2 separate regions of the Ovis aries genome follow, and region 2 is linked to region 1. Evidence: chromatin contacts called from public Hi-C data. All regions are on one chromosome and are shown on one strand. Each heading gives the region's core, a stretch centred on a gene start, on an enhancer-like site or on the middle of the called end of the contact. The rest is flanking DNA. Distances are from core to core; before and after follow the strand shown.

Evidence for each region. Hi-C and Micro-C count contacts between places; a contact is called where the count stands out from the background.
Region 2: a contact with region 1 is called in a Hi-C map of tail adipose tissue, with 5 times the contacts expected there. The contact joins the promoter of ST7L here to the promoter of CTTNBP2NL in region 1. A contact is called at or near these places in 5 of 16 Hi-C or Micro-C datasets (hypothalamus, liver, retroperitoneal adipose tissue and 2 more).

Annotation. Positions count from the first base shown.
Region 1 is chr1:89,837,525-89,845,234 of ARS-UI_Ramb_v3.0, reverse strand. CTTNBP2NL (CTTNBP2 N-terminal like) reads right to left here and starts at 2,734. Exons shown (of 5, transcript XM_042252468.2): 1 at 2,650-2,734. LOC121817627 (a long non-coding RNA gene) reads left to right here and starts at 6,640. Exons shown (of 13, transcript XR_009599911.1): 1 at 6,640-6,761.
Region 2 is chr1:90,016,462-90,024,171 of ARS-UI_Ramb_v3.0, reverse strand. ST7L (suppression of tumorigenicity 7 like) reads left to right here and starts at 3,234. Exons shown (of 13, transcript XR_006060391.2): 1 at 3,234-3,459; 2 at 5,094-5,176. CAPZA1 (capping actin protein of muscle Z-line subunit alpha 1) reads right to left here and starts at 2,499. Exons shown (of 10, transcript XM_004002331.5): 1 at 2,448-2,499. The coding sequence starts at 2,486.

The sequences.
Region 1 (7,710 bases), core at 1,485-3,984:
AATTTTTATCCCCTGAATTTTGGTAGATGATACTGGTCTTGTAAAGCCAGTCAACATCATATATATATATTACACATCAGTTTCTCCTAGAGGAAAAAGCCCACCATAAAATAGGGGCTAGAGAGTAACCAAAGGCTACCTGACCAGATTAATCATAAACCTAGACCACTGAACCTGAATTTTCTTCAAACACTTCCTCCCTTTTGTTTCAAAAGAACTACACCTTCAAGGTTAACTGCAGTCTCCCTGAGCAACAGACCAGCCCACCTAGACTGGAAGTCACTCATTCCTAATCTAAAGCTCTTTATTTAGTTATCTGTACTGCTTCACTTGAAAGCATGCTGTTACGGACAGTCCAACAATATACACTGCATTCCTACCCACAACGACAACTCTGTAGATATACAACACGCTCAATTCACTGTGAAATACTAAAAGGCGATTTTTCATCAAATTTTCAGGAAGAAATAGGATAGAAAGCAAAAACGAAACGCAACTCAAACCTAAAAAAAAACAATCCTCAGAGGTTAGGTTCTCTTTCAAGTAATAGAGTAAAGGTACAAAGCGGGGTCGGGAAGGTTACTATTTCTCCTCCTCCAGAGTCAAAAAGTCTCGAAGCAGAGGAACTCTCGATACCGCCCCCCGCCCCCGCCCCAGCTCCATAGGAGAATAGAGGATTCAGGGGGAAGGCTCAGGAATACAGAATGGGGGATGGGAGGAACCCAAGTTGGGGAAGGCCGATTCGTCCGTGGAGCTGGCTGTCTAGGTCGGGTCTTTTGATTTTTGCATCGTCCCATCTCTCTTCTTTTTGAAAACACTGATTTTTATCTTATGGATAAAATTACCTCTGGTCCCTCCCTTGCGAGCAAGGACAGGTGTTGGAAGAGATGTCTGGCCTCCTAGGGGTACAAAATGGGGGCGGGGGCGGCAGTCTAAAGAATGGGAACCTGTACGCCTTCTCCCAAGGTTGAGGGGCTAGGTGAGGGACCTTTTAAATGAGGGGTATCAGGAAACCAGCCCCTTCTGGGAAGCTGGGATTGATGGGGGACAGTAAGTAGCTGCAAGCACCCTCGAAGGATGAGGAGCCGCCTCCTCAGGGAATACCGGGAGGTAGAGGAGACGGCCCCGCCCCCTCAGGGGATGGGCGCGAGTGGCAGCTGGTACGGTGGCGGGAGGACACCGGCGGTTCTACCCCTGTTTTTCTTTCGAGAACCTGGCCTCCCAGCCGCCGCCAAGCCCCGGCGCCAACGGCTCCTACCTTTTCCCGGCGCTCAAGGTTCCTCTCCCTGCCGCCTCCGCCACCCTCTCCATCCACAGCCCCTCGAGGCCCCGCCCCTCAACAGCCAGGCGGGGGCACTGGCATTCGGCAGAGCCAATGGCCTCCTCGCCTCTCCAACCCCGAAACCAATCCGCGCCGGCTGGAGGAGGGGCTTCTCCAATGTCATTTAGGCTCCTCCCGGGGCCCCAAGATCCCTTTTGTTTGGGGAGAGCCAAGCTGGGATTGAGCTCGCGTCACTTCCGGGAGGAAGCTCAGTCCTCCTGCCCCGGCTCGGGGTGGGCTTGCGCCCCTCCGGGCCCGGATTCTGCAACTTTCCACCTTCTATGGGCTTTCGGGACCAGATGGTGGCGAGTGCTTCGTGTGTACCCTCGTTGTACGGGAAGCTCAGGAATGGGTTTCGGGTGTCCTGACTGACTGGGCACATTAACGTTTCATCCAAAATGTTAATAAATGAAGTGCGCTCTGGTGTTTAGAAAACCTGCTGTTGAAAACCTGGTAACGTGGCTTGCCTGTTCTACCCCCCGACACACTTTTTTTTTTTTTTTTGGCGGGGGGCGGGGGAGAGGGGGACAAAGCGTGTGCTAGAGAAGGGAGCAAAGATGAAAAACCCAGAGACCCCTCTTTTCACATTATATTTGGAAGAGAATAGTAGCTTCTGGAGCCCCTGGAACCCCTGGAGTGGAGACGCCGGGTAGCTTTCCAACCCGACTTCCTTTCCAGGTAGAAATCGAATGAATAAAATTTCTGTGTGTCAGTGTTTTCTACGCTGTTTTCCAAATGAGAATTTTTGTGTCTTTGGCCCCATTGTACTGTAGGCTGCCGCAGCCCTGCTGGGACAAAGGACAGTAGAGGATGCAAGGAATGTCTGTCCCTCGTGAACACAGGAATGCAGATCTGGTGGCAGCAAGCCCTTGTTTAGTCGCTAAGTCACCTCCGACTCTTTTGTGACGCAATGGGTCCGCCAGGCTTTTCTGTCCATCGACTTTTCCAGGCAAGAATACTGGAGTGGGTTGCCATTTCCTCCTCCAGGGCATCTTTCTGATCCAGAGATCGAACCCGCATCTCCTGCATTGCAGGTGGATTCTTTACCGCTGAGCCACCTGGGAAGCCCCGCACTAAGCCCTCCAGCACCAAATAACCCAGAGAAGGGCGAGGGTGCATCCCTTCCTGAGGTCAAAGTTTCTGGATTTCTTTATCCCTTTCACGGATTCCAGTTCAACTGGTTAAACGAATAATAATCACATTGCTTTAAATATAATACATGCTTACAATTATTTATAATGCACAAGTAATATGAATTAATTTCAATGTATTATTTCTAATATTAACAATTATTATTAAGCAAAGCAGTAGTGAGGCCTCCTACTCACCTAGGCAGACTGTCTCAAGACAGATCCAGCTCTGTCCACACGCAGTTTGCAGTCAGGTGGAGGGATGTAGTCAGTCGGCAAACATAGGGAAGTTCGAAGGAAGTAAACCAGTATTAATGCCATTTTGTTGCATAAGTGCTCAGTCAGGTCTGACGCTTTTGTAACTGCATGGATTGTAGTCCACCAGGCTCCTTTGTCCATGGGATTTTCCTGGCAAGAATGCTGGATTGTGTTGCCATTTCCTCCTCCAGGGGATCTTCCCCACTCAAAGATCAAACCCTTGTCTCTTGCACTGGCAGGTGGATTCTTTACCACTGAGCCACCTGGGAAGCCCTATTAATGCCATTCAGTTCAGTCGCTCAGTTGTGTCCGACCCCATGCCAGGAATCCCTGTCCATCACCAACTCCTGGAGCTTCTCAAACAGATGTCCATCGAGTTGGTGATGACATCCAACCATCTCATCTTCTGTCGTCCCCTTCTCCTGCCTTCACTCTTTCCCAGCATCAGGGTCTTTTCAAATGAGTCAGTAGTTCACATCAGGTAGACAAAGTATTGGAGTTTCAGCTTCAGCATCAGTCCTTCCAATGAATATTCAGGACTGATCTCCTTTAGGATGGACTGGTTGGATCTTCTTGCAGTCCAAGGGACTCTCAAGAGTCTTCTCCAACACCACAGTTCAAAAGCATCAATTCTTTGGTGCTCAGGTTTCTTTATAGTCCAACTCTCACATCCATACATGACTACTGGAAAAGACCATAGCTTTGACTAGATGGACTTTTGTTGGCAAAGTAATGTCTCTGCTTTTTAATATGCTGTCTAGGTTGCCATTCCTGCAAGTTATTTTCATATAATGATATTTAATCTTCACACAGGAGACATGAATTTGATCCCTGGGTTGGGAAGATCCCCTGCAAAAAGGAACAGCTACCCACGCCAGTATTCTTGCCTGGAGAATTTCATGGACAGAGAAGCCTGGTGGGCTACAGTCCATAGGGTCTCAAAGAGTCGAACACAGCTGCGCAGGCATGCACACATACGCACACAAATGTAATATCTTTCCTAACCTGTAAGATAGACCATTGGTGCCTATTTTACAGAGAAGAGAGAAATTCAGAGAAATCAAGTAAAGCCATAGAACTAGTAAATGGAAAACAAAGACCTTCCAACAAGGATGTGGATTCCAACTCTGTGCTATATTCTGCTCTCTATACACTTGGCTTTCAGGAGGAGGGCTGGTTCAGAGAGTGAGTCTGGATGACCTCCAACTAGCATTAGAAACAGAAATGGGCTCCATGTCTCCCTCTATTGACTGCTGGCTTGAGAATGTCCTCTGTATGTATATTTGAAGGACAAGAGGACTGTACTGAAGGGCTTCACAGCAGCTCAGATGCTTCTGAAGTAACAAATAGGAAATTCAGAACTTCAGAAAGACATCATTCCCTGTGTTCTGAAAGGCAAGATGAAGGGCCAGGGACATAGTAGGTGTTCAACAAATACTGACTTCACTTGAAACAAAATGTCTGGAATGGTTAAAAACAGAGTTTCAGTGCTGGACTAGGCCCACGAATTTGAAAAATTCCATTTCCTCCTCCGCCCTTTTGCCCTGCCTTCTGGGTGTGCAATGAGGAAGTGCCTCATTGCCCGACAGTGAGGCAGATGCAGAACAGGCTATTTTCTGCTGGCTTCTGAGTCACTGTAAGAGTTGTCCCAGTGAATCAGCTCACCCCTCCTCCCCTCCTTCCCTTTGTTAACCCACCATTACCCATTCTACTCCCAGGTTGACCTGGCACCTACTTCCTTCAGAGCAACTGGCGGCTCCCCAGATTTTCTGAGCTCTTGCTGACTTTCCTCAGTGAGTGTGGGAGGACCCAGCAAGAATGAGGTCATCCCTGCCTGGTAGGATTGAGTCCTGAGGGTATTCAGATTATTATCCTTTTAATTCATCACCCCTGGAGCTAGTGCATGGCCAGAGCCTGTGAATTTGAAGTTCAATGATTCTTCAAATGTATAAAATGTCTAAATAAATTAGAGTCTGGCACACAGGTGTACAGAGGTAGAAAGGGGGTTTGTAATAATTTCCTAAAGTTGTATAACACAACATACTATTTTTATATCTATTATTGTATCAACATGCCAGTAGTATTTATTAAATGCCTACTGTATGTCAGGTAACAATTTAGTAAGAAGCACTAAAGAGTATAGTGTGTGTTAGTTTTTCTCCAAATGAGTAAACATCTTAGGTAGGTGTACCATGAATGTTTATTGCTGGTTTGGGGAAGGCAATGATAGAGTAAAAGAGGGCTAGACTGGAAATGTAAAAGAAAAATTTGTGAGTTCTGCTGGAGTTCTCCCTGTCACAAACTGTAGTTTCTTAGGGCTGCTGTGACAACTGACCTTAAATGGGGTGATTTAAAATAACAGAGATGTATTCTCTCTCAGTGAGGAGGCTAGGAGTCTGAAATTAAGGTTTTGACAAGGTTGGTTCCTTGGTGAGGGGTGTTGGTGGGAGTGGGCTTATGGAGGGTCACCCTGCTCTCCTAGCTTATGAGGGTTCCTGGAAATCCTTGGCTTGTAGCTGAATTGTGTTATTCTCTGCTTCTGTCTTCACATGGCATTTCCCCCTCTGTGACTTAATGCCTCTGTCTTCTCCTCTTCTTCTAAGGATAACAGTCATACTGGATTTAGAAGTCATCCTAATCTAGTATGACCTCATCTTAGCTCATTACATCTGCAAATATCTCATTTCAAAGAAAGTTCACATTCTGAGGATTTGGAGGGGGGCAGGGATGGAAAACATTCAAACCTGTGTGCAAAACTACTTCACAAAGTAACGCCCCCAACTTAACTGCATTTAGCTTCACTGGTAATAGCATGAAATTAGCAACCTGATTCCTAAAGAGCGTTTCAGTTCTATAATTGTATGATAATTATATATGCTAGAAGCATTTCTCAAGCCTTTACTATATGGCAGGCACTATGAAAATGCTTCGGAGTACATCTCATTTAACCCTTAAAAGAATTCCAGGAGCGAGATGTGAATATTCCTGTTTTACAGATAACGAAATTGAGGCGCAAAGAGGTCCATGGTCATGGAATTCATAAGAGATGAACATGGAATATTTACTCAGATCTGACTCCTAAGTCCACCCTCATAATTACTATGCTCTATCATGTCTCCATCATACGAGATGGGTTAGGAAGACAGGGAATGCAACGAATATTTTTAAATTTGATTTTTGGAATACTTGGAGATGAATAGCAATCTTCTGGGGAAGGCAAGAGAGAAGAGAACAGTGGGTGGCAAATGAAAACAGCAGGGAAGAGGCGAGCTATTGGCACTTACCTGAGCCTCAGTTTCCTCATTTCTTAAATGGAATCAGTTCCTTCAAGTGGTTGTGACTATCCAAGTGAGATGATGGGCATGAAAGTATTTGGTAAATTCTATGAGGGATGATAAACTATTTGGAGATCTTGCTCAAGCTCTTTCTCCTCTCTGGGCCCGAGCCCTGCAGCTGAACATCTAAGGGTTGGTTGACCATCTGGGGCTCTGTAAGACTCCTTCTAGCTGTGACCCACTTGGACTTACTAAGATGCTGGGTGAGCTAGATGTGAAAGTTGGAGTGACTGGGAAAAGTGACCTGGCTTGGCTCTTCCTACCTTCTGGTTCCTTATGAGCCCCCATCTGGCTTCTCCAAGAGGGGATCCTGAGGTCGCAACATAGAAGCCTGAGAGAGCTCTTTCTGCTGGGACCAGGCTTAAGTGGGAAGGCTGGTGTGCTGTCTGCATGACTCCCTACGTTTTCTCCCATAACTTGTTCCCACAAAGGCCTTTCTGAGTAGTCCTTAAGGTTCTTTCACTTAGGATCCCTCGACCGACTAGAGCACAGGGGAAGCTGAGAAGTTTCTGGGTGTGGCCCTCACTGTGTTCTCGATCTTATTGCGCCCCCTAGTGCTGAGCGACGAGTCCTGCGGTCGTCGGCTTCCCTCTTGGCTGCCCCAGCGCACTCCGCGGAGCGCCTCTCACTGGACGGTTTTTCCTTTTAAGGGCGTGAGCTGAGAGCGCAGCAGGTTGGGAAAAACCCCCTTTAGGGACAGATTCTTCTGGTTTTTAGGTAAGTGTTGGGGCCAGCTTGACCATGAGAGAGCCAGGAAACTCTTACCTTGGACTTCACAGAGGGAGGCTGGGAAAGAAAAAGAAATCTAACATTGTGGGTCTCCTATGTACCAGGCACTGTACTGGTGCTTTACATATATTACGTGTATCATCCTTGTAATCTTTACATATATAATCCATCTATTCCTTTGTGATCATCTTAGGAGATAATTATCATTCCCATGTTTCACATGAAAGCAAGTTCAGGGACTTCCTTGGCGGTCCAGCGGTTAAGAATCCACTTCCGGGACACAGGTTTGATCCCTGGTCAGGGAACCAAGAGCCCACACACATGGCGTGGGGCAGCTAAGCTCATGCGACAACTATGCAGTCTGAGCGCTGCAACAAAAGAGCCCACGTGCTGCGGCTAAGACCCGACACAGCCAAAAATAAATTAATCTTAAAAAAGAGAAAGAAAGCAAGTTCATGGAGGTTAAGCGTCTTGCCAAAGGTCACATAACAATATGATGATAATGACATCGACCACTTATTTAGTGCCTACTTCACACCAGGCACATTATTTCTTTTCATCCTCTCAGCAAATCTTTAAAAAAAAAAATCATAATAACTTATTGATGAGATCACTGAGATTTAGGTAGTTTAAGAAAGGGGTCACTGAGGAGCTTGCCTGAGATCAAAGAGTAGGTCCTCCGGTCTTCAGTGCCAGCTGTTTCCATTCCACCATTGCCTCATGGAGCTGTGGGTGGTGGAGGTGGACTGGGCCCAGCACCCTGTGATTCACTGTTCTTGCCATTACTGGCACTGCCTCGCAGCCCTTCCCCAGGACCAGGAAACTAGGGCCGTGTGGGTTTTTTGGATCTCCAGATCCACAGATAGGCTCCTGACATAGGATGGCAATGAAAAATCCAAGGCCATAGGCCATTGGATCCTAGGACAGTTTGCGTGGA
Region 2 (7,710 bases), core at 1,985-4,484, 180 kb before region 1:
TTCAGCTCTGGGTTCACTGTTCTCAGAAAATATAACAAAGATAAAAAGCAGTATTTAAAATATATTTGGCATCATGACACACGTGTGCTACAAAAAATAAAATCAAATGCAGTTGAGATCTTAGTTAATAAAAGAAAAAAATGAAAATTTTACAGTACCCTCAAGGAAGAATCAATATACAAACTAAGGCTGAAAATATCTTTTTTGTAATAGTGCCTTGGTTGTGAAAGCTTTGTACAATAAGCATCTTGCTTAAAGGTAACTTTTTGTTTATGAATGCTAAGGTAGTCATATCAACAAGCCTTTTCAGAAAAATACTTTTTCAGTTCTTGAATTCAGTTAAAAGGCCTGGAGGAAAAGAGGTCAAATATAAAGTTGAAGGAAAATGGAAGTAATCTTTGAAGTCAAAGCCCTTTATTTTCACCTACTGATCCACAATAGAGAAATACATATCAGTTCATCTCTAGGAATAAAAACTCTAACAAAATTTCAGTAATCTCAGTCATATGGATTTATTATATGAGATTTTTTTTATATCAGCTATTCTTAGTTATCTACTCTAATGAAGACAATGCAGTTAATCTAAAACCTGTTTACTGAATATAAAATTCATCAACAGTTTTTGGGCAGTAGATTTACCTAATTATGATTTGTTTGCTATGTCATTATTAAAATTAAACTACAAAAGAAGTATGCTGGGCGATAAGAGAAAACTGGTCACACATCTGCTGCTATAAAATTAAGGCTATTTTTTTAATGTCACTAATTTCAACACTGTAAATATCCAGAGACATCTTAATTTACACTTTGAAGTATGTATTTTTTCTCCAAGTTTAATTAAAAAGGCATTCTAACCCTGTCAAAAACAAAAACCCAACACTGGTAAACTTCAAAGTTTATTATCTTAAATTCCTAGTGAAATTTTGCTTAAGTGGGCCATCAGTTAGGCTCACAAATGCTTTGCTATCCCATGATTTTCACTGTAATTTAACTTCATCTGAATTATAACTTTTTGCCTTTAGAATAAACTTTATTATGTTAACAGTTTTCTCTCTAGCGTAAGTTCACATACAGTATAAAATGTCCTTGCCCCGCTATATCTTACATTTATGAGAATCAATTTCCAAGTAAGAGAAAATCTAATCTGAAGTGTTGTTCAATGGCTTGTGAATGTTCAGCGCTTTCTTCAGCATTTCAGAATGGCATGGTGTATATGATATATCAAGTTATTCCACACAGAGGACTCTTGGATCATAAACAGTCCAAGAAAACCCAGATACATTTACAGAGCATTCAGAGATATACATTTTTTAAGAGTCACTGTGGGAAATTCCTTGTCCTACTACGAATTATGTTATGAAATCATTGTAATATTCACAAGTTCTAAAATCTTTAACCTATTTACTGAAAAGCCTGACAAACTGTTATGAAAAGTTTGCAGTTGTCAGGAAAAAAATTATTCCACCTAAGGTGGAATATTCTCTTGTACTTAAGACACTCTTAAAGAAATAAGCATACAGAAAAAAAAAAAAAGCATACAAATTACACACTGACAAGTTCAACTATAATCAAAGACATCACAGTGGAGCACCAAAGAAAGCAGGAAGCTTTGTCCAGACTTGCATGTGTTAATATTGTTTATGTGCGACATAAAACCTTTCTGGAGTTAAAAAAGAAAGAATTCGTTGGCTAATCTTGTTAAGAAAAAAGTCGAAAACTGTTTTTCAAAAATTATCGTTAAAAGACGCAAGGGACAGAGTCACCGCGGGGGCCGTATACGTACAATCAAAGGAGTGTTACAGAGAAAAGCGTGTTCAGATTCTGAAGCCAATGTCCCTGAGCCTTACACATTTATTACCGCGAGTTAGTTTAGCCGGTAGTATGTGGGAAAAGAGGTGTAGGAGGATAGGTGGCCGATATATTAGAGACCTCTCCCTGTCGAGGAGTCGTGACAGCAAAATCACTTCCTGAGGAAGGAGGAGCAAAAGGGAAGTTAAGAGGCCACCCTGACCAGGAAGTGACTCGCCCTAAACTAGCCCCAATCATATCTAAAAATGGGGGGATGGGGTGAGCCCCAACCGCTGAAGGCGGTAAAATAATTGCTTCTTGATTCGTCGCGACATCATCATCGTCCCCTTTCTCAAATACAAAAAAGGTCCACAGTCACAGTTCAATAACGGAAGGTCTCTTCTCTCGCAGGAAGGTCACCAGGTTGTGCCTCAGGCCCAGGAGTAAAAGAGAGTTGAGGAATGGGGAACTGGGGCCACCGTGAGGCAGACGAAAGCCCCTAAAAGGGCAGCGAAACGTCCCGACTGCGGGGACGGTATGCCGGCACAGACCGAGAAGCTTTCTTCTCCTGAGTGCACTGCCGGGGTTCCCACCCCAGTCAGGTCGGGCCTCCCTGCCCTGTCCCGGGAAGAGGCAAGAGAGAGAGGCGAACCCCTTACCTTCTCCTCATCCGACACCCGATCCTCGAAGTCGGCCATCTTGGGCTGCTCTGGCCCAGCCCGGCCCTGGCGCGAAGGAGGCTGGGAAGAAAGCCGAGTGATGGAATCACAGCGAGGGGCGTCGGAAGGACCCGCCCGGAAACGCCGACCGCGAGAGCGCCATGTCAGTTACGGGCGGGGGTGATGGCCCCGGGCCTCGGCGCCCAAGGAAGTCGGCTAACTTTAATTTTAAATCTGTCTTTCTCACTGAGTTACATTCATTTCCCCACTTATTTTGGGGACGTTGGGAGCGTGTTTCGACTGGAATTGCCAGAGCTGCAGCCATTTCCCTATTCATCTATGGGACGTTGGGAGAGTGTTTTGACTGGTATTGGCGCCCGAGCTCCAGCCGACCAAATTGCCGTCGCTACTCCTGTAGATTTTCCCAGTATCAGTGCTCTCCATGATAGCCGAGCCCAAAGGGCTTAGTGCTGCTCGGACTCTGGAACGGTTGGTGGGTTTTTCAACCCTAGGAATGGGGTGGAAGGCGATCCTTATTCGTCTGGAGGCTAAAACACTTCACTCCGGGGGTCACAGTTCAGTTCCTCCAGAATAGGTGCCGCCATCCGCCCTTTCCCTCCCTCGGAAGGAATAGGTAGCTCAGTCCTGGGGCGTTCCTCCACTTTCCAGGTCTTCGTCCCCGTTCCCTGGGACTATCAGTTTTCACGGAGACCAACTTTAGGTCCGCCACTATCCCAGGATTCCCGACTCCCGCTTTCCTGCCCTTCTCCCCTCCCAACTCCCGGCGCTAGCGGGAGCGGCAAGATGGCGGACAGTGACGGCTTAGGTGAAGCAGCGATTGCTGCAGCGTCTCCTCCTGCCCCTGTTCCCGGCTTAAGCCCGCCGCTGGGCTGGAGGGAGCGGCTGCGGGCTGGTCTGGCGGGGATTGGGGCCTCACTGTGGTTCGTGGCGGGGCTGGGGCTGCTTTACGCTCTGAGGGTCCCGCTGAGGCTGTGTGACAATTTGGCAGCGGGTGAGAGGCCCAGAGCTCCCCGGGGACGGGCGGCGGTCCGGGTAGGGGGCAGTTAGAGGTGTCGGGGGCAAAGGCCAAAGCGCTGAGATTTCCTTATCACTGGAGGGCCTCAGAGAATGAGTTAGTTTAAGCGACCGAGTGGATTCTTTTTCTCTGAGGCCGCAGCTGATTGTCAAACTTGAGCTGCAGCCGCCGGCTCCTCCCGGAACTCTTAAGATCCGCCCTCTCTCGTGTGCCCTCTTGCGCCCTAAGAGAAACCATCTGACAAGCTGTAAGCTTCAGGTGATAGGACAGATGAGAGCAATTTCAGACCTGGATGCAGAATTTATGTACACCCTTTGAGTCTCCCGCCACTCAGCTGAGAGAACCCACACCCAGACAACAAAACATCTAACAGAAAACATCACGATCGTAGCCAACTATTCTCATGTTTTAAAATAGCGTTGTCAAGAAATAGTTTCCGATATATTTTTGTCCGTTCTCTGTTTTAGGCTTTATCTTGAGTAATAAAATAGAACAATACGGGAAGTAAAGAGAAAGAGAGCCACAAACAGTAGTGGGTACTTTCCTTAGTTCTTTCTTTCAACATTGGTAGAGAGCTTGCTGTGTAGTGTGGGCTGAAGACCCAAAGACATCTAAGAGGTGACGATCCCTTGGATTCTGCAAATATCCTTTAGCTGTAGCCGGGTCAGAGTGGATGCGAGCCAGGGCCTCTTACCATGTCATTACAAATCGGCAACCTCAGATTAAAGTGAATATTTCTATTGTGTGACGATTTTGTCTGTCAGTGCTGTTTTATTTTTCTGTAGAAAGAGGAGGCAAGTGTTCCGTTTTCTATTCTGTGAGATAACATGAAAGACTGAGATAATATTCTGAAATATTTGGACTTTTTAAGAACTGAGTATGTAAATCCAGAGACAACTAACACACTAAAACAAGCTAGATAAATTGACCTTCCTAGACTGTTTGAAAAAGCTAATTTGGTGTTACAGGTTAATGAAGTGTTTACTAGTGGTTTGTACGCTCAGTGAAATGTTACTCATTGAGTTCTTTTTTTTTTTACGTATTAATTAGATATGCCATTCAGCTGAGAGTCAGTGACTTTACAGATTTTTATTTCTTTCTAAAACCCAAAGTATTTATGAGACTGTTATTTGAAGTGAAGAGTCTGGTCCAGGTTTTCAGTGAATCAGATATAGGAACCATTTAGTGTGCTGTTCTCTTTGGGCTATTTTGCTTCTCTAGGTGACCTGTCAAATACTACACTATTTCCTTCTCTCTAATTTGAAACACTGATTTGGATGTCACCAAAATAATTAGAAAATAGTTTTAATCCTCCTTTGTAATATATGTGGTGGAACTGCAAAAGTTCTTGTCTAAATTATGATGTTCTTGGTTTTATTCTCAACAGGAAGCTAAATGATCTCCTTACATGTGTGAAGGCATTTTTAAGATATGATACAATGAGAATGCAAAGTAGCATTTTAAAAAGTTACAACTTTTTCAAATGAATCTCATACTAGATATTAATCTACTTATATTCCTCCACTCATAAAGACACCTACATATTTGTAACTTCAATACTTTTAAACGTTGATTTGTGTTTTTTTTTGTTTTTTGTTTTTTTTTGGCAGTGACAGTATTTTTAAATTCATTGACACCCAGATTCTATGTGGCACTTACAGGGACATCTTCTCTAATATCAGGACTAATATTTGTAAGTAGTTTCCATTTCCTTCATGCTTTGGTGTTTATCTAAAAATCAAATCTCTTTAAATGGTTATAATAATTATAAATACTTATAGATTAGCATTCTTAAAATGTGAAAACATTTTAAAAAACACTGCAACCTCCTCTCTACTTTTAGAGATTGGTAGTATTCATTTGTATATAAAAGACTGTATGTTGTGGGGAGTGTAGCGGGAGGCGAATTCCCCAACTAAATGCTCATAAGCTTGGCGTAGTAACAAAAATGAGTAAAATGGGCAGAGTGTAAAAAATAAAATTTTTATTTACTTTGAAGACTCGATAATCTGGACAGTACATGTTCCTTCTAGAAAAGGCTATGGTCCTTCTAGATAATTGTTGCCATGTAGATTTGCAGACCGTATTACTAGAACTTTCAGTTTTTTCAAATGATTTCAAGAAAACCTGGATGTAAAGTTTTTATCTTAAGTTTTCCAGTACTTTAATGCTGGCAACATTGAGCAGACTAAAAATTTATATGTGTCTTGAATTGGGCTTATAGTCTACCTGCCTAGAGTGTTTTATCTCTCTAGAGTGCTTAAGAGTAGAGTTTGGAAACTAGACTAACCATCACTTTAGTTGTGTGACTTCAAGCAAGTGAATTAACTTTTCTAAAGCTCCAATTTCCTCATCTATACATTGGGGATTATAATAGTATCAATTTGGGAATTCCCTTGTGGTCCATTGGTTTAGGGCTCCCTGGTTTGACTGCTGAAGGCCAGGTTGGATCCCTGGTCCAGAACCTTAAGATCCCATGAGCTGCCTGATTTGGCAAAAAAAAAAAAATAGTATCAGTTTCACAGTTATGAGGATTAAATGAGATAATGTGTGTGAAAACTTGCAACAACATAGTAGCACTTGATGAATTTTGGCCATGTTATTCTAAGAAATTACACAAAAACCTGTTTAATTCAGTTTCCTCTTGCTTTATTTAACCATGGTATCATTTTTAATTTAAAAAGATTTTTAAAAATTTTGTAATCTTTATTAATATCCTTAGGAGCTAGTATTTCCTAGAATCAACTTTGGAAAAATACTGCTACAGATAAAAATCTTAGGAAGTATTATGGCATGCATGGCGAATGAAATTTTTCTGAATTTTTTCTCATCTCTAGGTGGTGCTCTGTAACTATAGTAGAAATGTAAAAATAATAGCATTTGTATTGGAGGTTTGTTTTTTTTTTTTTCCTATAGGGACACTTTACCATTTTGTTAAAGAGAAATGTCAGATGAAAAAGAGACTTTTCTCTTGACTTAAAAAAAATTGTTGAATTCTGGATGAAACCTTTTCATAATTTAGCATATTTTGCCATAGAATAAACTGCAAGGAGACCTAACCAGTCCATCCTAAAAGAAATCAGTTCTGAATATTCATTGGAAGGACTGACGTTGAAGCTGAAACTCCAATACTTTGGCCACCTGATGGAAAGAACTGACTCATTTGAAAAGACCCTGATGCTAGGAAAGATTGAAGGCGGGAGGAGAAGGGGATGACAGAGGATGAGATGGTTGGATAATATCACCGACTCAATGTACATGAGTTTGAGTAAACCCTGGAAGTTTGTGAGGGACAGGGAGGCCTGGCATGCTGCAGTCCATGGGGTCACAAAGAGTGGGACACGACTGAGCGACTGAACTAAACTGATAAAAATCTAAATAAAGGAGATAAACTATATTTAAACAGCTGATATAGTGGAAAAAGCACTGGTCTTGGAACCAGCAGATGTAGTTTTGAGTCTTGACTCTGCCATTTGGGCAAGTAACATGAATTGAGTCCTAATTTTCTCATTCATAAGGAGGGGAGAAAACTTAGACACACACACACACATATATATATAATATTGATTCATAACATATAATATGTAAAACAGTTTTTAAAATTTGTTACTTTTTTCAAATCAGAGTTTTAAATTTATAAAAATTAGGAATTCAAGTAACATTTTAAAGGTTGAACTGTGTCATTACCCTTGAAATATTGATGAGTTTTTATTAGCAAAGTTTATTTATAATTTCTTCTACCACCTGAAATGAGGAAGCTAGTTGTGCTGTGTTATTTCTACCTGAAGAGGTTGTATGCTTGGGAGCTTGAAGAATAGCAGCAAAGCCAGTTGTTTAGTTATTATGAGTACAAAGATTACTCTGAAAAGAAAAAAAGAGCCTATGGGAGTGCATAAAATAGTTTTCCATTCTGTGGAATCAGGAAAAATTCCCTTTGGACATGTCGTTTAAGCTCACACCCAAAGAAGCCAGCAAAGGGAGTTGAAAAGGCTGGAATATCCAAATATGAAACACTCTGCTAATTCAACACAGAGAGCTGCTTTCGATTGCCTCTTATAATGGTGATAAACTGTTCAGTATGGGAAACAACCTGACTCTTAACCTACATTAATAGTACTGCCAAATACTGGATTAATACTCTATTGTTCAGAAGAACTTCTAATTCTTGTCAACCCCATTTGCTCGATAGGACATTGAGGCTCTGAGAATTTAAGTGACTTACACAAA